4 separate regions of the Mus musculus genome follow, and regions 1, 3 and 4 are each linked to region 2. Evidence: chromatin contacts called from public HiChIP or PLAC-seq and promoter capture Hi-C data. All regions are on one chromosome and are shown on one strand. The core of a region is the stretch at or near the end of the contact, and the rest is flanking DNA. Distances in the headings are between cores, read along the strand shown.

Region 1 (2,700 bases), core at 199-2,698, 540 kb after region 2:
CGAAATAGATTTAACTGACTGCATGTACAATTCTCCAGGAGTAAATTCCAAATAAATAACATAAAGTTTACACGCAAAAATATTTAAATATAGAAAAATAGAGCTTCTCAAATGTTTATGCAACTTCCTAAACCTTTATTAATACCTCACTCTGGCAACAGGACATGTGACGTTTAAGCAAATTAAATGTCGCTTTTCAAAGAATTTCAAGGCACGTCAGGAGAATCAACTTGAAAACCTACAGAATCCACAGGACAATTTCACATTTAACAATCGAGCTGTAGTTCTTAACTACATAACATTTCCTTATAAAAAAAAATATATAATAATTCCCATTCGGAGATTCTAAGCATTCTCCTCTCCTCTGGTAGATCAAAAAAAAAAAAAAAAAGTGGGGAAAGCCTTGTTTAATAAAGGCTTGAAGTTAAAATTTAACAAAGGCCTTCTCTCTTGTCGACTACTAAACCTAAGAGCTGGATTGCACAGGAAGTGCATCATCACCAACGTAGTCAAACTTGGACGCTCAATCAAATAAGGATATCTCGTGTGTGTGTGTGTGTGTGTGTGTGTGTGTGTGTGTGTGTGTGTGCGCACGCGCGCATTGTACCAACGTTTAGATAATAAATAGCTAAGGGGTAAAAAGAGTGACCACTTCTGTTCACAGTGTAATCCCCGAACCAAAAAGGAAAAAAAAAAAAACACGTATTTTTATTTAGTCCCAACAATTGCTCTCTCAGTTCAGGGTCAACCGATTATCCTATCCCCTGCATCCTCTGTATTCCCCACATCCCCGCATCCCTTCCGGGGAAGGTCAAAGGGCCACCGACAAAAGACAACAAATGCACGTGACAAAAGTTTCTCCCGTGGTCCCCGCGGCCCGAGGCTGCGCAGCTCGCGCGTGGGGATCTCGGTTTCACGCAGAGGGCTGGCCGCATTAGAGGTTGCTCAGAGTGTCGCGGCCACATGCGGAAGCCGGCCAGGGCCGGAACCAAGCGCGGCCTGTTACCTTTTCCTGCTCCTCGCGAAGCCGCGCCACCTCTGGTGCGCGCAGCGGAGCGGCGGCTGAGGCCTCTGCAAGGGGCTGGGGCTCGGGCTCGGGTTCGGACGGGGGCTCCATGCCCGGCGCCGCAGCCTCAGCGAGGCGAACAAGTCCTAAACAAGTGTTTATGGAGACGGCGTGGCCGGCGGATGCCCAGCGCCCGCGCGCTCGCCCTCATGCACTGCACGCCTCTCTCTGAAGAGGCCGCGCTCACTTTCGCCGCTGCCCCGGGGGCCGCCGCTCGCGTCCGGGCTACCCGCGGCCGCATCTCACACGCGCATACCGCCGCCGCCGCCGCCGCCGCCGCCTCGGAGCAGCAGGCCCTACACCAGGCGCGCCACGCTCTTCTCCCGCAACCGGGCCCAGCTTAGCGTCCCGCGACTGCCGCGCCTCCGCGCACGCCCCGCCCCTCGCCCCGCCCGCGCAGCACGCCGGGAAGCTCTCAAGCTCCGCCCTAGGGGGCGGGGCTATGGCGGGGACAGGGCCTCCGGGTGGGGTGGAGGCTGAGCCGCTCAGGACCCCTGCACAGGATGAGAGGCGGCGGGATAGTGGGTCCCAATTCGCTTGGCGCTGCCTGTGGTGGTAGGAACTTAATATGAGCACTGAGACTGTTTCATAAGCTCATTTAATTTTATCAAATTCAGCTGTTTCCCATGCCTTTTAATGAACTAATGTGGTTTAATGAGCTAAAATGCACAATATACAACTATATTTTTGCGTATGTATTAATTACTGTACACATTACAATTTTCCTTACATATATTAAGCTGCAGTATTAATATTACTATGTTACTACGTATGCACTGTGTAGCACATTTTTCAACAACAGCTGCTGCCCTATCCCATGTATTTTATAATTCTGGTGTTTTGTTTAACAGTGGGGACCAAATGCATGGCTTTGGACTTGCTAGACAAGCACTCTACCAACTGAGCTAAATCCCCATCCCTGTTCCACTCAGTATTTTAAAAATTGGAAGCTGGAGCAGGGAGCACACCTTTAATCCCCAACAGTTTGAAGGCAGAGGCAGGAGGGTATCTGTGAGTTTGAAGCCAGCCTGGTCCACATAGCAAGTTCCAGGCCAGCCTGAGCTGAATAAATCTCTTGGACTCACTTCCTCCCCCTAGCCCTTTGTGCAGCCTCTGTTTGTGGCAGTCCTCTAGTCTACCTTGTGGCCTTGTCCTAACTCTATCCCAAGCCCGGACAATAGGCATAGATCCTATTACCTCAGTATTGTGTGTATAGGAACAGGCTGGCAGGCACCTGCAGAATTCTGGCCCTCTGTGGGTCTGTTTGCCCCTATCTTCCACTTCTGTTCCAGCTCCCAAGTCCACATCCATCCTTTGATCACTTGCATCAAGAAAGAAAAAGCAGGGACGATTGGGGAAGATGGTAAATATGAATTTCTCTCCCTGCAGATGCAGCAACCTCTGAAACACAGTCAAACTCTGAGCACTCATCTTGCCTCCCGCCAATAGCAGCATCCCTGACTCCTAGGGCACCGCAGAAGCTACTTCTCTAGTGCTGGGCTTTGAATATGAACTGACCCCATGTGTTTCAATACTTGGTCCCTAACAGGTAGTACTAATTTGGAAGGATACTTAAAAATTAGGATGTACCAGGCAGTGGTGGCTCACACCTTTAATCCCAGAATCTGGAAGGC
Region 2 (2,870 bases), core at 189-2,688:
ACACTCAGAGACCAACTCTCGATAATCAGCTGAGAAGCAGCCAGCAGGTCCAGACAAGCACAGTAAGGTGGTGAATTCCAGGAACCTATGAGGCTCTGACCTTGTATTTCACAGTCGTCTTTCCAGACGACTTTCCTGTGCACTGACTGTGGCATGGTGACATGAGGAAACACAACTTTCCATCACACTGCTGGAAAGTAAGACTGGAACCACCTTAGTGCTAAAGGGACAAGGGCAACTTAAAGGCCTTGGGCCGTGCCCGTGCTTCTTCGTAATACCTTCCACTGGATACTCATCTGATCTGGGGGCGTCTGCCCCAGGCGCTTAGGTGTCTGCCATCTTAATTCCTCCCTGCACTTCTGTCGGTGGAGGAGAAACATCTGTTGTAAAAGATAAGCCACAGCTGTTCCATCTCTTTTGCCTGTGGTGTTGTGAGGAGATGGGAAGGGGTACCTCCCTGTGCTCTCTCTCTCTCTCTCTCTCTCTCTCTCTCTCTCTCTCTCTCTCTCTCTCTCTCTCTCTGCTCTGGAAATAACCCAGGAGCACATACCTCTTTACACTAAAGCAGGGGCCAGAAATTCTAGCCTGTGGGCCAGTTCTAGTCATTCCCTTGCTTTAATTAATAAAGTTTTATTGGCACACACTCACACTGTCTATAGCTTTAGTGCCACCCAGCAGTGAGGAGTCATGAGGGTGCTCATGGTTTGTAAGCTGAAAACAGTTGCCCTCTGACCCTTCAGAAGATGTCTGTTGACCTTTCCATTCTAGGCTTTGTAGCTGGAAAAAAAAAAAGCGGTATCTTCAGAGTGTCCATGCAAGGAAATCACGGTGGGGCAGAAGTCGCCTTTTAAGATAGTTTAGTTTGGTCACTGTATTTCATCACATCATACAGTTTAGGACACATGATGTAAGAAAGTTGTGATGCCACCACCATGGTGTTGGGACATAGGTTTCTGCTCTCTCATCCTGGCAAAATGTAGTGGGCCTTCATTCCACAGTTCACTGAGGATAAAGCATTGGGAACATTGGAGCTATCTATGCCTTCCCTCAGGCTTCCTCCCACCCGTGAGGGGATCATCACCTGGCCTGGGAGCTGCTGCACACGGGGCCTCATCACCACAGTGGCTTGCTGATGGAGCCTCCAAACTGGGCTTCCTTGAGTGGTAGCAATTCCAGGGCAGAGCTAAGGGTAAAGGAGTTATGATCCCCCCACCCGAACCCCCACCTGCCTCTTAACCTGACAAGAGTTCTGTGTCCTGCCCTGAGGATTCAGAAAAGGACATGGAAAGCTACATTTGAGAAAGCTAACACAGCAATTCCAGACAGCTCTGGCTGGAGGCTTCAGCTTCAAAAAGTGAAGGGCAGGGGTGTGCCCACATTCCTGGGATGCAACCAGGTCTTTAGCATTTCTATGCAGCAATGTCCAGGTGCAGACTCAACACAGCTCGGCTGTGCCTCTCACACTCTCCTGCATCAGCTCCTCAAGCTGTACCAGGAGCCTGCCTCCCCTGCCTGCCAGTGGATGGACATGGCTCTAGTCCTCTGTACCCCCCACCCCCACACACACACATTTAAATACTGATGTGAGAAGCTCATTCCATTGCAAAGCAAGGTCAAATCCACTCTAACAATACAAAGGACATATCAAGGCTCTCCGGTGGCACTCCTTTGCCCTTTTTACACTGTACAGCAGAATAAGAGAGTATGGGACGTGCCTGGATCCTGACACTCACCTCCAGAAGCAAAAGTTTTGGCTAGACTAAGATGTCCTTTAACAAGACCAGACCAGTGGGACCTGACCCTCTCTAATAGCAACTTAATAAATCATCTTCCAACTGACTCTGAGATGACTCAGGATCTCCCACAGGATCATCTGTAACAAGTCCCTGACACGCTGATATACCAGCCTTTAAGCAAGGTTCTTTTGAAAAGTTATCATCTTGTCTTCTACATGGGCTGTGCTATGGGACTCATCACCCAAGAGGATGGATGGAGTAACCTCTCCATCAGCTTGCTCTCCTGCATCCAGGTCAGAATGTATTAGCTATAAATGGCTAGTGCACACAGGCCAGGACCTAACACCCGGGGTATAGGACTAACATTCTAAGAGTTAGGAGGCAGCAGTGCGGCAACTAACATATCAACCTGGGTGTACAACTTTCAACACACAGTCCTACATATAACAGGAGAGAAGACTGCTGGTGGGTAAGAGAGGGAGGGGTTCCTGAGTTCTGTATGGGTCTATATGATGCAGGCAAATTTTTACAGATTGCTTTCCAAGTACTTTTAAGAGAAGAGAGTTCTTCCTTATACAGAAGAACTTCAGTTACAGCCACTAGAGTTTCTAGGGGCATCGGGCAGGATTCTAGGCCTACTTAACAGATGAAATGAGGCCCTAAACTCTGAGATAAGCAATCTTGGAATAAGGCATTGGTTTGGCAAAGCCCGGCTCTGTGAGGAAGACTATCTGTTGATTGGATGGACCTGTTTGCCGAGTCACATCTACTTTAAGTGGGGCAGAGAAGAGGTAAAGGGTGGGGGTGTTTTAGGCCATGTGCCTTGAAGCTGGTGGTCATCTGTAGCTTACAATATGCAAACTGTTCCGTGCAAGAGAGAAAAAAACTAGACTGAGGAGGGAAAAATAATGTTTGTTTCTTTCTGAAATATCAGTTCTTAGCCAAAATGACAACTGCTTTTCTGGGTCCTACACCCTACCACACCCATCAAGAACAGGAGATTATAATTAATTATGCTGGGCCTGATGCCTGGGAACCACAAGACAAGAAGAGCCATCCCACCTGCTACCAAACCACTGCAGAAGCTTCTAGAAGAAATGGAGCCAAATGAAATACAGAAGCGATATGCTCTGA
Region 3 (2,700 bases), core at 72-2,571, 770 kb after region 2:
GAGTCAGTTTTCTCCTTCTACCACAGGGGTTCCAAGGATTGCACTAAAGGCTTCAGGGTCCGTGGCAAGCGCTTTGACGTGTTGTGGTTGTTTAGATGGCATATGTCCTTCCTAGGCTCCTGTGTTTGGACACTGTGTTTCAGTTGGTGGCATTGTTTTGGGGGAGATTATAAAGCTTTTAGGGGTAAGGCTTAGGAGAGAGAGTACATCAAGTGGGTGGGCCTTATTAACCCCACCACTGGTTTGACATCTCTGCTCCCTTTGTGCTGTTGTGATCTTTTAGCCCCATGATCCAGGCACTGGCTGCCACTTCTCTGCCATTATGGCACTCTTCCTCTGGAAGCCAAAATAAGCTTTCTTCCTTTCACTGTTTTTGATCATGGCCCTGCGGGATTCCATCCCTTCATAATCACAGAGTTCTTGTCAGTCATTCAGTTTGTAGGACTTAACAGGTGACAAGTCCCCACAAGCTAAGCCCAGCCATGACTCCCCAGTGGGCCCTTTCAAGAGACAGGTAATAGTGAAAAACAGGGAAAGGAGAATAAACTTAGCATGACACACTGGGCAGAGAAACAGATCAGTGACTCCTGGGCCCAAATTCCAGGATTCCTGAAGTGAGACTGAGTTTTAAATAGAGATTTAGAAGCATGTGTACCTTAGTAGTCTGGTCAGGAATCCCACCTACCATGGCTTATTACTACCTCATTTTCAATTCCTGCAGGGTGGTCTCACATGTTGTTGGAACTGAGTAAAGCTCTTCTTATGAGACAAATTCAACTTCTGTTGGTCCCAGCTTTGGTCTTTGCTTCTTCCAATTCCTTCAAGATGACACTCTTGCGAAAATTTGAATTTCTTGCAAGGTTCTGTTTTAATACCTGGTAGCCAAAGGGAGGAGCGTGCATGACTCTCTGGACTGTCTCCGTTCCTGCCTAGCCTGGGACTCCCTATGTAGATCGTATCCTGACCTTGAACTCAAAGAGATCTGCCAGTCTAGGCCTCCTGAGTGCTGGGAGTAAAAAAAACAAGAGCCATTTGGCCAGGCCCCATTCCATTCTTGTCTTCTGGTATCCATCCCTGTTCCTTCCCACCTCCACCCTCACCCCTGCTTAGTTTGGGCTGCTCTAATTTACTTCCTGTTTCTCTATCTCAGCCATTTTCCTTTTGATCCTTTGTTTGGTTGGAGTCAATGTCTTACTGTGCAGCCCAGGCTGGTCTCCAACTGAGGGTCTTCCTTGCCTCAGCCTCCTACATTCGGGGATTGACAGGCCTACCGCCACACTCAGTTCCATCTCAGCTGTTTTGAGGCAGCTGCAATCTCTTTTTGCTTTTATCTTTATCTCTTATACAGATCCAGGATGGCCATGGATAGGATAGTCCTAGCCCCAGACAGTAAAGCTCTTTCGCCTAGAAAGCTAGGAGGAGAGGGTCCTCCTGAGAGAAAATGCCACAGGCCTGTAATCCTAGCTAACTAGGAGGTTAAGGCAGGAGGATCAAAGGTTCAAGACTCAAGCAACAGAGTGGTTTAAGGGCAGCCCTGGAGCAACTTGTCAAGATCTTGTTGCAAAATGAAGCATGCATGAAACTCTGAATTTCATTTCCGGGCTGGAGAGATGGCTCAGCGGTTAAGAGTACTGACTGCTCTTCTAGAGTTCCTGAGTTCAAATCCCAGCAACCACATGGCGGTCCACAACTATCCGTAATGAGATCTGACACCCTCTTCTGGTGTGTCTGAAGACAGCTACATTACAATAATAAATAAATAAATCTTTAAAAAAAAAGATTTCATTCCCAACACTGCCAACAAACCTCTGAGAGGGCAGCCCCCAGTCCCTGTAGGATGAATGAGTTGAAGCTACCCAGGGAATGGGGATGGCTTTTGGGCAAGAGAGGAGAGAGCTTGTGAGGTGGGATTCCTACACCTGTCTCCATAGCTCTCTGCTGTAAACATCTCATTTCTGCATACATGCCGCCCCCATCCCCCCACTTCATTTAATGATGTTAATCTCTGTTCAACTAGAGGACTGCCCATGGATTCCCATAGAGCACCCATGTGTACACAGGTGGACAGCCTCTGGGGCCCGAGGACTTTCACCGCCCCAGTGAGAGGATTCTGGGAATGCTCATCTTGCACTGACTGCCGGGAGAAATCATCTAATCACATCCTGGGCTGATTTGAGGCACTCATGTGGACCGAATGCATCCCTACAGCCCAGGAATGGCTTTATGAGGCAGCGGCCAGGTCTCGTCAAGTCCTAATGTTTAATTAAAAACAAACTCCCAAGTAATTAATTTTTCATTACTATAATTTATTTATTTATTTATTTATTTATTTATTTATTTATTTATTTATTTATTTATTTATTTATTGTTACTTTGGCATAGAACCTTCAGTCACTCTCATATGCCGGGTCTAGGTTTAAAAAACTAGCAACAGTAAGAAATGTATGAGACCCTGGCCTGCTTCTACTCACCAGGTAAGAAGGATCAAAGTGGACAATGGAGCTATCTGGTCTGGGGTGCCTGTCACTCGGAGTATGCAGGAAGAGTGTCAGGGCATGGGTTGGTTACAAAGAGTGGCTGTGAGTGGGTGACACCACTGAGGAGCACAGACTCTAAGGTCGTGGCGTCATTTGTAAGTTTTGCTCCTGCCTGACTCATAAACTCCCTTGCCAAGGCAGGCCACAAAATAGAATTTCTTTT
Region 4 (2,786 bases), core at 5-2,504, 610 kb after region 2:
GAGGGTGGGAAGTAACGGAGGAGAGAGATGGAAGAGAGGGAGAGAGGAAAAAGAGAAGGTGTAATGAGCTTCAATGGTATGACTGGTAAGGTATCAAAGACAAACAGGATGCCACAACAGGCCTGCACCGAACCAATCCAGAAGAAAGGGAGAAATAGCAGGAGGGCAAGGGAAGAGAATCCTGGAGAGCCCGTCTTTGCCCAAAACGCAGTGAAATGTGGGCGTCAATGTGTCCTTCTTAGTTCTACCTGGTTCAGCCTACACAGGGGCAGGACTAGGAACGTGGCGAAAGCAGGTCTGAAAGCTGTACAGCTTGGTGTGCCTGCGCATGCGCCGGACCCCAGCGCCACCGCCCAGCTCTCTTCAGCCCCGCCCACGCGACGCCCTGCCTAGAGCCTGCGCTCACACTTGGCCCCGCCCGTGACCGTCCAGTCCCGCCCCCCTCGCGGTGCGCGAGGAAGCCACGAGGAGGCCCAAAGTCCCGCCTACCCAGAGATCCACCTACGCTTTGGCTCTGTTACAGAGGCGCTTTGCGTTAGCTCGACGCCGCGCAGCCGCAGAGGACATGGGGCGGGGACAGGGGCGGGGTCGGATCGGAGGCGGAGGCTGGGTGGGCGGGCCCTGGAGTCACGTGTGTAAACACGCCGCACGTGGAGCTCAGCCTGAGCCAGAAGGGCGGGGCTGCGGGTTCCGAAGGAGGAGGCGGGTAAGGTGCGCGCGCGCGCGCGCATGGAGGTCTTGGGCGGCGCGGGACTGGGGCGGCCTGGTTCTGTCCCCAACTTCAGTTTCTTTATCCCGCTGCATTGGTGAGAGCTGTGACCAAGGCAGGCCCAGCCCTAGGGGACGAAACCCCCCTACATAATAACCCCACTACGTGCGCGCTCTCCCATTTCACAGATGAAGTAAAGAAACTTGCTCCAAGCCACGTGGCTGGAAAGTGGCGCCACCAAGATCTGCCCTGGACAGCAGGGCTCCTGGGCCTTGCTTTGTGGCTTGCGTGGCAAGAGGTTCTGGGCTCCGACTCCTACGTTCTGCCCTTGCCCTAAGGGCTACATTTGGTCTGGCTAACATGGCGAGGCCTATTGCTCCGTGCACAATGAGGTGACAGGGGTGCCTGCTCCCCCAGCTAGCAGTCTAGAGACGGGCGCAGGCCAAACCGTCGACCATGGTTTCCGTCTGGGTGTGGCTGGAACACTGCGGTGGGGTCCGGACACCTGAGCCTGCATCACTGCTCCTTACACAGCTCCTCCTCCATTTCTTTGCCCCTTTCTTCTCCCCGAGCCGCACAGAGCCCCTTTCAGAGGCGACGCCCAGTGCAGCGGGTTCCTACCCTTCTGCCCCAAAGGGCCTCCTTTCCTCTCCTCCTCGTCCTCCTCCTCTCCCATCTGTGCCGCGTGACCGGGGGGAGGCGCCGTACCGGGCGCAGTCCAGGCGTGGGGCCCAGCCAAGCTGTCATCCCGGACTGGCGGGCCCGAGGAGGCCTAAAAGGGGGGACCCGAGTGCTTGGGACTGGTAGGAAGCGTGCTCCAGGCAGAAAGGCTGAGCTGCCAGCAGTCCCGGAGAGGAATGCGCGCCCTCTTCAGGCTTAAGCGGCTAGGTCCTGCGGCCCTGAAAACCCATACCTGGGCCCCTCCCAATTTTGGGTTTGAGGGTTCAGGAGCTTGTTAATGGGACATTCCATTAATCTAAGGCTAAGGCTCCGAGGCAGCTCAATGTAGCTGTAGGCCCTGAAGCCAGGCTCAGTGTCTGACCTTGGGCAAATTGCTGAGCCTCCGTTTTGTTCAGTTTCTCCAGATTCATTTACCAACATTCCAGCCTCAATATGTCCCTCTGAGATGATGCTTTTGTTTTTAATCTCCCCATGCCCTCTAACTAGTGCCCTTGCACATTCAACCACGTGTGTTGTGCCCGTGCTTCCCAGAACAGCCATGGGGTTTTGGGCTCACTCCGTGTGGTTTGCTCCGTGGTGCACAAAGGCTTTCTGTAGAGAATTTGGAGTTTTGGCTAGGGAAGACCCTCCTTCGGACTGCCTCTTTACTCTGAGTGAAGTTGAGGAAAAGGTATATGGAAGCCAAAACACTGGGAGCCCTAGGACACAGCGGAAAGGAAGAATTAACAGAACCCTGCTGAGTTGTGCCCAACCCCGAGGCTATGGGGGTAGGCCTGCTTCTCCAAGCCAGTCACTGAAACTGCGTAATGGAGCTAGCAACTTCTGGGGAGTGGGTGACCATGGCTTCCCAGTTACAGCTAGAGTCCTGCTGTGAAATGCAGGATGCCGCTGTTCAGCAGCTCACCTCTGTTGTTGTTCAGGCCTTAACCAGGTTCTGTGCTATTTCTGTATCTGCTGCTTTTGCCAGACCACTGACAGCCGCCCCCTCCCTCCCTTCAACCCCCACCCCCCACCTCAACCCCCACCCCCACCCCCACCCCCTGCTTCTGTGGTGTCAGGTAGTTCCGATGATGAGTTCTGCCCCAGGGACTGATTCATGCCACATGCCTGTCCTGCCCTAGCTCCACATTCCTTGACCACTGTGATTAAGGACCATTCATTCAGCTTGATACTCTGAGAGGGAAGTTCTGGCCGGCAGGAATGTCAGCCTAAAAGATACTGGAAAATAGCAAGTGGAGAATGAAGTCAGCACAGAACCAAGCCAAGCTGGGCAAGATGGACGCCTCTGAACACCCAGATGGAGCCCTTCCTGAAACTAGATAGCATTGTGGCTTGGCTATGTCTCTGGATTCATAAACTTCTTACTTCTTCTGACCGTTGTTACTCTAATTTAATC

What was found. Promoter capture Hi-C pulls out the DNA fragments that hold promoters and counts their contacts. HiChIP or PLAC-seq counts read pairs in DNA pulled down with a chosen protein or histone mark.
Region 1: a promoter capture Hi-C map of embryonic stem cells shows a contact between it and region 2, with 3 times the contacts expected there. The contact joins the promoter of Uri1 here to the enhancer-like site in region 2. A contact is called at or near these places in 5 of 39 promoter capture datasets (cranial neural crest, embryonic stem cells, hippocampal neurons and 2 more), 3 of 484 Hi-C or Micro-C datasets (CD4 T cells and embryonic stem cells) and 5 of 115 datasets of contacts at active chromatin or transcription factors (all in embryonic stem cells).
Region 3: an H3K27ac HiChIP or PLAC-seq map of embryonic stem cells shows a contact between it and region 2, with 2.7 times the contacts expected there. The contact joins two enhancer-like sites. A contact is called at or near these places in 1 of 484 Hi-C or Micro-C datasets (embryonic stem cells) and 2 of 115 datasets of contacts at active chromatin or transcription factors (both in embryonic stem cells).
Region 4: an H3K27ac HiChIP or PLAC-seq map of embryonic stem cells shows a contact between it and region 2, with 4 times the contacts expected there. The contact joins two enhancer-like sites. A contact is called at or near these places in 4 of 115 datasets of contacts at active chromatin or transcription factors (astrocytes and embryonic stem cells).

Annotation. Positions count from the first base shown.
Region 1 is chr7:38,018,104-38,020,803 of GRCm38.p6, forward strand. Uri1 (URI1, prefoldin-like chaperone) reads right to left here and starts at 1,449. Exons shown (of 11, transcript NM_011274.5): 1 at 1,007-1,449. The coding sequence starts at 1,117.
Region 2 is chr7:37,474,198-37,477,067 of GRCm38.p6, forward strand. It overlaps a transcript of Zfp536 not described here. Among named protein-coding and RNA genes, the nearest start is that of Gm51477, 36 kb to the left of the region's middle. Within about 2 kb of position 1,439, at least 10 of the 459 cell types and tissues checked have an H3K27ac peak or open chromatin away from gene starts, as enhancers often do. A contact at or near this core is called in embryonic stem cells, where this site is marked.
Region 3 is chr7:38,241,555-38,244,254 of GRCm38.p6, forward strand. No RefSeq gene overlaps it. Among named protein-coding and RNA genes, the nearest start is that of Plekhf1, 15 kb to the left of the region's middle. Within about 2 kb of position 1,322, at least 8 of the 459 cell types and tissues checked have an H3K27ac peak or open chromatin away from gene starts, as enhancers often do. A contact at or near this core is called in embryonic stem cells, where this site is marked.
Region 4 is chr7:38,084,572-38,087,357 of GRCm38.p6, forward strand. The region is part of intron 3 of Gm30771 (a long non-coding RNA gene); the gene reads left to right. Among named protein-coding and RNA genes, the nearest start is that of Ccne1, 22 kb to the right of the region's middle. Within about 2 kb of position 1,255, at least 189 of the 459 cell types and tissues checked have an H3K27ac peak or open chromatin away from gene starts, as enhancers often do. A contact at or near this core is called in embryonic stem cells, where this site is marked.